3 separate regions of the Sus scrofa genome follow, and all the other regions are linked to region 1. A link is a contact called in public Hi-C and promoter capture Hi-C data. All regions are on one chromosome and are shown on one strand. The core of a region is the stretch at or near the end of the contact, and the rest is flanking DNA. Distances in the headings are between cores, read along the strand shown.

Evidence for each region. Promoter capture Hi-C pulls out the DNA fragments that hold promoters and counts their contacts. Hi-C and Micro-C count contacts between places; a contact is called where the count stands out from the background.
Region 2: a contact with region 1 is called in a promoter capture Hi-C map of liver, with 2.7 times the contacts expected there. The contact joins the promoter of ZCCHC7 here to the promoter of TOMM5 in region 1. A contact is called at or near these places in 1 of 5 promoter capture datasets (liver), 1 of 47 Hi-C or Micro-C datasets (skeletal muscle) and 1 of 2 datasets of contacts at active chromatin or transcription factors (alveolar macrophages).
Region 3: a contact with region 1 is called in a Hi-C map of liver, with 5 times the contacts expected there. The contact joins the enhancer-like site here to the promoter of TOMM5 in region 1. A contact is called at or near these places in 3 of 5 promoter capture datasets (fetal liver, liver and skeletal muscle), 2 of 47 Hi-C or Micro-C datasets (embryonic fibroblasts and liver) and 2 of 2 datasets of contacts at active chromatin or transcription factors (alveolar macrophages and skeletal muscle).

What each region holds. Positions count from the first base shown.
Region 1 is chr1:238,331,771-238,334,470 of Sscrofa11.1, forward strand. TOMM5 (mitochondrial import receptor subunit TOM5 homolog) reads right to left here and starts at 1,296. Exons shown (of 2, transcript XM_003122021.5): 1 at 1,088-1,296. The coding sequence starts at 1,208. LOC102165621 (a long non-coding RNA gene) reads left to right here and starts at 1,415. Exons shown (of 3, transcript XR_301353.3): 1 at 1,415-1,506.
Region 2 is chr1:237,819,383-237,822,082 of Sscrofa11.1, forward strand. ZCCHC7 (zinc finger CCHC domain-containing protein 7) reads left to right here and starts at 1,293. Exons shown (of 10, transcript XM_021066106.1): 1 at 1,293-1,447.
Region 3 is chr1:239,103,206-239,105,905 of Sscrofa11.1, forward strand. No RefSeq gene overlaps it. Among named protein-coding and RNA genes, the nearest start is that of ALDH1B1, 5.3 kb to the right of the region's middle. Within about 2 kb of position 1,341, at least 14 of the 83 cell types and tissues checked have an H3K27ac peak or open chromatin away from gene starts, as enhancers often do. A contact at or near this core is called in fetal liver, liver and skeletal muscle, where this site is marked.

The sequences.
Region 1 (2,700 bases), core at 46-2,545:
TTGAATCGTCTCTTCCTCTTCATCAAGGACCTACTAACATACAGCAAGGAACAAGGAAAAGAACACTGAACTGAAAATGAGACGGAGGGGCAAAGTGCTTCTCAAATTCCTATCAGTAAAACTAGAAAACTGATCTATAAAACTGCATCCAGATCTAATATTGTGTGCTGGTAATTCTGATAATTTGCGTAAGTGCCCTCTAAATGTGGAGTTCTTATTTGCAAAGTGGACAGAGATTTATGTCCTGCCTCTCCCAGGGCTATTGTGAAGATCAGGCAGTGCAAATAGTTTCTATCAAAAATAAAATCGAATAAACTCTCAGGTATTATCATCAGTCCTATTAGGAAGTTTCCACTGTGGCCCAGTGATTAACACATCGGGTTTGTTTCTGTGGAGGCGCGGTTCCAGCCCCGGTCCAGAGCAGTTGTTAAGGATCCGGCTGTTACTGCAGCCGTGGCATAGGCTGCAGCTCTGGCTCAGATTAGATTCCTAGCCGGGTAACTTCCATATGCCTCTGTGTGGCCAAGAGAAAAAAAAATTAATCCTATTAACTCATACTCTTTTTTCGTCATTCTTTTAAAATAGCAATTATTTACTCCGCCCTCCATACAAATAAAAGGAACAAAACCTTTTGGATTTCAGAGGTCAGCAATAATGGAAGGAAACTTGGCAGCGAGTAAAGAATTCTGGATTCTAGGTCAAGATCATTCACCAAATCGCTGAGTGACCTTGAGCCTGCCATTTATCCACTCTAGACACAAGTTTTTCTGTGTGCAAAACGAGGTAGCTGCTCTGGGAGATAACCCTTGAGGCGCTTTCATTTCAAACGGTCGGGCTGGGTGATTACCCTGGACCGTGATTCAACCTCGAGGTCCAGGTCGCCGCGTGCCCTAAAACACTCCAGCCCTCACAAGCAGATCCTAACCGCGTCGCGCATGCGCCCGCTGCCCTCGACGTGCACGTCCCTTGCGCCCAGCGACCGCTTAGTTTAGTTCAAGGCCCCCAAAGGCCAATGGGATCAAAGTTGGAGGGCAGTGTCCGCGAGCTCCCTGTTAGTTTCACGGCCACAGCCTGAAAGGACACTCACTGACTCGCAGCAGGGCCACATAGATGAGGAAGTTCCGTATGGAAGAGATCACATCCTCACGCATCTTCCGTTTCATCTCCTCAGGGTCCAGCTTCGGCGCGAGGCCCTCGATCCGGAACATCGCGGCTCTGCCTCACCAATTCCAGTGGTCGCGCTCTGCAATTCTCAGCTTCCGTGTGGCGCCCGGAACTCGACCCAATCCCATTTCCTGTTCCCGCCCCTCGTTTTCGACTCCTGCGACGGGAGCCTGCGAAGGACAAAATTCATCCTTACATTGACTTGTTCTGAAGGAGGGCGGCCTGAAGGGGGCACACGCCATCTTAGCGACGCGCGACTCGGGTTCCTGCAGGCTCCTGTCTTGAGCCCCGCGCGTGGAGCGGCAAAGTGGTTTTGCGCCTCGGAGGGGGAGGTGCACTTAGGTACCATCTTAAATAATAATAGTTAGCATTTATTAAATACGCAGTACATTTCTACTCATGAATTCGATATTATTATTTTCATTTTCTAGATAAGAAAATTAAAGCACAGAGATCTTTAAAACAACTTGCCCAGATAGTGTTTAAAATACCTCAGGGGGAAAAAAAAGGGTTGGGAAAGAGAGATGAAAGGATATTAGCAAAATATTGAAAATAACTTAGGTGGTGATTAGTGTATCATTTCAGTTAATTATTCCAGTCTTTTATTATGAATAATTTTGAACTTTTTAATGATGAGCTAAAATAAAAAGACAAAGATGATGACATTTGCTCAAGGTACACAACTAGTCAATTCTGAGCAGGGTTGTGTACCTAGTTAGACCAGTAGGGTCCCAGACACATAGTTTTTAACATTTTACGTTTTATTATTGTCATCTCATTTTCAGTGTTAACTGATCATCACAAATTACAGTATTGGCCCAGTGATACAGTGTATATAAATCAAGTTTAGATCTGTTCAACATTCTACAGATAAGGACAGAGAGGTTTAGAAACCCAGTGTAATTCCTAAAGTCTTTCTACTAATGATGGGCAGAGGCAGGGTTCTAATGCAAATAATTATAATATTAAATTGAATTCTCTTTCCCCTGCACCCTTTTGTTCCTCTGTTAGTCTTTATTAGCTATTAGTGCCTGCTTGGATGGGCATCTCTGGAAGCAGAAGGTAGGAATTTAATGCAACCAGATTTCCTGTCACGGAATGATCAAAACAGTTGTTAGAAGGCTGCTGCCCCAAATTATGCATGCCAACTAGCCATATATAATTCTCAGACACGAACCAGATGACTGACTTGCTCACATAATTCAAGACCAGAATGCTCCTTCTAGACTGTACATTGCATAGCAACAATGGATTTTAGATAAATTTGAACAGTAATTTACTATGGAAGCAACAGATAACTCTTAAATCTTGCTCTTCCCCCCCCCCCAACCCCCTGCCTTCCTGATTGACAGAATGTAACACATTGAGTCAAGAAAGGGAACTCATTTGCTTATTCAGGCTTTAGTAACCTCTTGCATCTATAATTCATGCAGTGGAATAGCAGAGGCAGCCCTGGAGTGGGAGGGGCTGATTCCCAAGGAATGGCTCCATCTAACCCTTGGAGAGCGTTTAGAAAGCCTGCACTGATGGTGGAAA
Region 2 (2,700 bases), core at 43-2,542, 510 kb before region 1:
GTTGCAGACTCGGCTCGTTGCTGTGGCTCTGGCATAGGCTGGTGGCTGCGGCTCCGTTTGAAACCCTAGCCTGGGAACCTCCATATGCAGTGGGAGCAGCTCAAGAAAAAGCAAAAAGACAAAAAAAAAAAAAAAAAAAAAAAAAAGTCGTTAGAGTTCCTGATGTGGTGCATAGTGTTAAGGATCTAGCCTTGTCTCTGAGGTGGCTAGGGTTTTTGGTGAGGCTAGGGTTTGACCCCAGGCCTGGTGCACTGGGTTATGAATTTGTGCACTGCTGCAGCTGTGGCTCGGATTGGATTGCTGACCTGGGACCTTCCATGTGCCACAGGTGCTGCCACACACACAAAAAATCAATGTCAAGCTTATCTTTCAAGACTATTGTCAGAGTTCTCTGGTGGGCTTGTAGTTAAGGATCCAGCATTATCATGGCTGTGGCTAGGGTTTGATACCTGGCTGGGAACTTTTGCATCCCATGGGTGTGGCCAATCTCCCCTGCCCCCATCTTAAAACTCAAGACTGTTGCCAAGGGCCCACGAATTAATAAAATATTTCCTTATTTGTAAAGTTGTACAGTTATTAAAATATGGTGTGAGAAGAGAAACCAAGCCAGAGGCTCCCAGCACAATCCTCTAGAGGTTTCCAAGGGACCAGTATCGACTTCAGTGTTTAGCATGAGTGCAGCTTTTCAAGGTGCACAAAGACTTAAATCTGTTGCCTTGTATTCTAGGAAAAATAAGAGGCGGAAGCGCCCCAGCGTAAACTAGGTTCAACTTCAACCTTGAGATGTAAGTGACCTGCATAAGGTCACCTAGCTCAAGAAAGAAGTATCTAGAAGGCAACCTTTCTCAAAGAGGCTTCTCCCTTGCTGAGGTTCTCTACGTCCTCCAGCCATGCCGCCAGCTGCACCTGCCCCTTAGCCCTTACCTGGGTCTCGTGGCTCCCGTGCCACGTGGCATAAGGAAGGTGTCTCCTCCTCCCCCAGGTCAGGGAGGAGGCGGAGCCCAAGCTAAACCCCGCCCCGGAGCATCATGGGAGACGTAGTTTTTCTCGCGGGCACAAAAAGGCGCTAGCTTTCTCCGGTTTGGCTCGGTAAGCAGCATTTTTTCCGTGCAAGTCATTCAAACAAGGTGTTTCCCTATTACAGGTGCAGCCTAGACACTTCTGAAAGAAGTCGTGGCGGGGAAGGAGCAGAGCAAGAAAGGCAAACCGAAAAGACTCTCAGCTGGGAAGGGAAGGGGGAGTTTATAGTTGTTACGCATGCGCAAGAAGGCCCGCAGGGTGGGCGGGGACGGAAGACAACTCCTGGGAGAAGTGTTGTCCCCGGAAGTGCCTTCCCTCCTCCCGGGTCGGCGCGGACGCGGTTTCCTTACCTCATCTGTCCTCGCCCCTCCCCGTCCCTTTACGCGTTTTGGTTCCTGGTTGGTGCTTCCTGGTCGCAGCCGCGGCAGTGAGTATGTGTGACGGACCCCGAGCCGTCCACGGGCCGGGGACCCCTGCCTGCCCTCCGCCTCGCCCGCAGGGCCGTGGAACTAGCGCGTGTCCCCTCGCTGGCCTCCGCGTCTCCCGCCTGTCCCTTACTTGTGGCGGTACCCGGCTCCGCTCGTGGCCTCTCAGTCGAGCTCTGTCCCACGCGACTCAGCTGACTGGCTGAGGTGTCTGCTTCTCCTCCCTTCAAGGCCTGAGACTGTGGTTCAGAAAGAGCTTGGGCGCCCATGGCCTCGATGGGGATGGTGTTACTGCCTGCTTTACCCCCACTACCCTCTGAGAGTCCCCTGTCTTTTAGGGAAGCCGGTCAGTCATTTAAACCCGAAGGGAGCTCGGCCCTTGAGGATCCAACAGTCCTGGGCCAACTCCAGCCTCAGCTGTCAGAAGCAGCAGCTCTGGGGGCCAGAAAAATTTGGGCAGATGGCCCTCTTCCCCCATGTAAAACAAGGAGACTTGTTCCTTGATTCCTTTTATCCCTTACATCCAGGGAACCAGCAGTTAACTTCAGCTCTAACAGCTGCGGGTATGTGTAGTAGGGAAACTGGCTGAGTGAGAGCAGGCCGAGTTACAGCCGCGACTCCACTACCGACTCGCGCTGATGACTCTAGAAGTCTTCTCTTGAGGTTGAATTTACCTTTTTTTCAGGTTGCAGGGTTGAATTAGGAGATCTTTTAGGCTCTTTGAATAAATAAGCTTCTTAGATCCCGTTTCTGTCTGTATAAAATGAGAGCGTTCAATTGAATGACTTCGAGGTCCATTCCAAAACTATTGACTCTGTGTTTTGAATATTTAGCTTGTGTGTATATTTTCAGTTTTGTGATTTTGAGCGCAGTGCACTATCGTTTTCAGGAGAATCTGGGGGTGGGGAATGAACTAAGGAAGAAGTGGAAATGAGGATTGTAAAATAGCTCCAAGGGTAAGAGACTGCAGCAAAAGGAAAAGGGGCCTGTGGAAAAGATGAAGTAAGTGTTTTGAGATAGGATTAGTTATCCTATGAAGACTTTATGTCAGAAACAGCTGGATTTTTTCTGAATAAATTTAGCATTATTTTCTCCCACAAAAATCTTGTATCTGTCTGACTGTGTTTGTGTGAGTGTGTGCCTATTGTTTGTCACATTTGGATTCTCTATCCCATTAGATTTACCTCAAAGCGAAAGTCATATTTGAAGAGTGGACAGAAGTTTTAACACAAGTCAGTAGTGTTTCAGATCTCAC
Region 3 (2,700 bases), core at 91-2,590, 770 kb after region 1:
GCTAAGGATGACCGTGGTGAATTAGAGGGGACCAGTATGCTTGAGGATCATTTATCACCTTCATAGACTGCTTACCTCTGGGTTTCTTTTACTTTTTTAGAGAAATAACTTGCATTTTGTGTAAGTCATTGTTATTGGAATTTCTGTCACTCAAAGCTAAACCTAATCTTCACTCATTGTCATAGGATCTGATGAAATTAGATCTCATGGTTCTCTCTAACCAAGGCACCTGCCTGTCTTAAAGTCTTTCTGTGCCTTCTCAGGATAATACTGAAACTCCTCAACATGACACTTAAGGCCCATTGTGATCTACCCCTCACACTTCTCCAGCCTTTGCTCTCTCGCTGCTCCCCCCCACAGCGCCCCCCCCCCCCAGCCCATCATACCCCCAGGTGCCGGCCAGCAGGAGCTAATCACAGCTTCCCAAGCCACCCAAGTCATCACTCATCTCTGGCCTTTAGCACATGCAACTCTGTCTTCCAGGAATGCCATCTCTCCCCCGACCCTTTTCAGGTTTCAAGTATCACCTCCTCAAGGGGAGTCTCTCCAGACCTTCCCAGCCTTTGTTTTTGTGCTGTTTCTTATTTCTCTGGGCCCCACGGGGCTTTCTCACACCGGGTGAGAGAAGCACACCAATGTCCATGTCTGTCTGGCTCCCCAGTCTGTGAACGGCCTGCGGACGAGGCTGGTGTCTGGTTCGTCTCTGCACTGCCAGGGCCTCTGGGACAGGGCCATCAGTAACAGGAGCTGAGAGACGGAGGGATGATGGTTGGCAAATGTTTGCCAATGTGGAAATTGCTGGGCCTGGCGAGAGCTGTGCTGAGGAAATAGTCTTCCAAGCAGAAAGAACTGACTGGAGACAGAGGTGAAAGTCAAGGGCGTGCTCAGCAGCTGCTCATCCCTGCTGCCCTACTCTGGTGACCTAGGAGTCAGACACTGCTGGATTCAAGAGGCCCTGGTGTGTTTGTTGGCAGATCTGCACTATGTGTCATTAACGACAGGGCAGCATATAAAGTTCACTTAATTGGCAAATACGTAAAGACACACTTGGCCCCTACCAGCTCTTTGTACTTCAACCCTTGCCTCTTTATGGCCCAGAACCAGTGAAGATAATAGGATGGGAAAGTCAGTTGACTGGGTTTCATAAGTAGTCTGCATTTGGAGTCCAAAGGTTGTGGTCCAAGGACACTGCTGACAATGAACATTATGTAGCAGCTTTACTAGAACTTTCTGGGGCCCTGATCCCCTGGTAGCCCGTCTATCTCCTATCCCCTCTTTTATAAAGTGGAGAAGGCTGAAGCCAAGAGAGAGGAAGTAGCCCAAGATCACAAGGAGGGGCTGGCACAGGGACAAGGAACCAGCCTCTCATTCCAACCCCTATGCCCTTTGCACAACCCCCGCCTGGGTCTGTGATTGCTGTCCAAAGATTAACTGGATTTAGAAAGACATGAACCCCTTGGGCCCATTCAGGAGGGTCATGAAGGGACAGATGCATTATGGAGCATTTGAACCAAGAGGACACATCCTACTAATGTAACACAATCCTTTCTTATTTTTTTCTAACCATTTATTTTGGTCAAGTTTAAATATACACAAAAATAGAGAGTCTAATGAATCCCCTGTGCCTGGCAGCAGCCAGCTTAATAATTACCAACACCTGCTGTTCTTGGTAACATAACGCAGAAGAGTCTTTCCCCCAGGAAACTAGAGGACACACATGCTACAACCAGTATGGTCTTTTCAAATTGCAAACAGGGTCCTGTTAACTCGCTTCCTTCTTCCTCAAAACTCTAGTAGGATCCTCTGTGGTCAAAAGGCAGACAGAGCTGGGCCCCTACTCTGCCCTAGCCACCTATCTCAGGACTTCTTTTAAGTGGGAGACAGATACACCTCTCTCTTGATGAAGCTATTTTTATTCGGTGTTTCTCTTATGTCAGTAGTTTAAAAGTATGGTACATATGAGAATCAGTAGAGGAATTTAAAACAAAACGAAACAGCATTCTCACCCAGACCTCCGGACCTTCAGCCTCTTCCAGGAGCTTTCACCCCTTTGCACTTTCTGCTTCTGTCCCACTTATCTTCTCCCAGTTTTTTTTTTTTTTTCTTTTTTCTTTTTAGGGCTGCACCCATGACATATGGAGGTTCCCAGGCTAGGGGTCGAATCGGAGCTGTAACTGCTGCTGGCTTACTCATAGCCACAGCAATGCCAGATCCAAGCCACATCTACAACCTACACCACGGCTCAGGGCAACGCCGGATCCTTAACCCACTGAGCGAGGCCAGGGATTGAACCCGAGTCCTCATGGATAGTAGTCAGATTTATTTTTCTGCTGTGCTGCAACAGGAACTCCTTCTCCCAGCTCTTTGACTGCACTTTGACCCCTCCCACCTCCAGGCCTGGGCACATGCCTGTGCCTATTACCTGCAACTGGAACCTGCTTCTTCATTCAGTTGGGCCCTACCTGTCTTTCAGAGGGCATCCTCTGCTCTTGCTGCTCAGAGTGTGGGCTTGGCACGAGCTGCACTGGCATCACTGGCAACTTGTTAGACATGCAGAATAGAAAACATTTATAGTTAACAAGGTTCAACAAGGTCCCCCCAAAAAGTAGAAGGTTATGATGGGCAGTTCTGACTCAAAAATATGACTGGGGTGAAGGCAGGAGAGGAGGGTATTGTTTTCAGGGGAAAGGAATGCTGGGA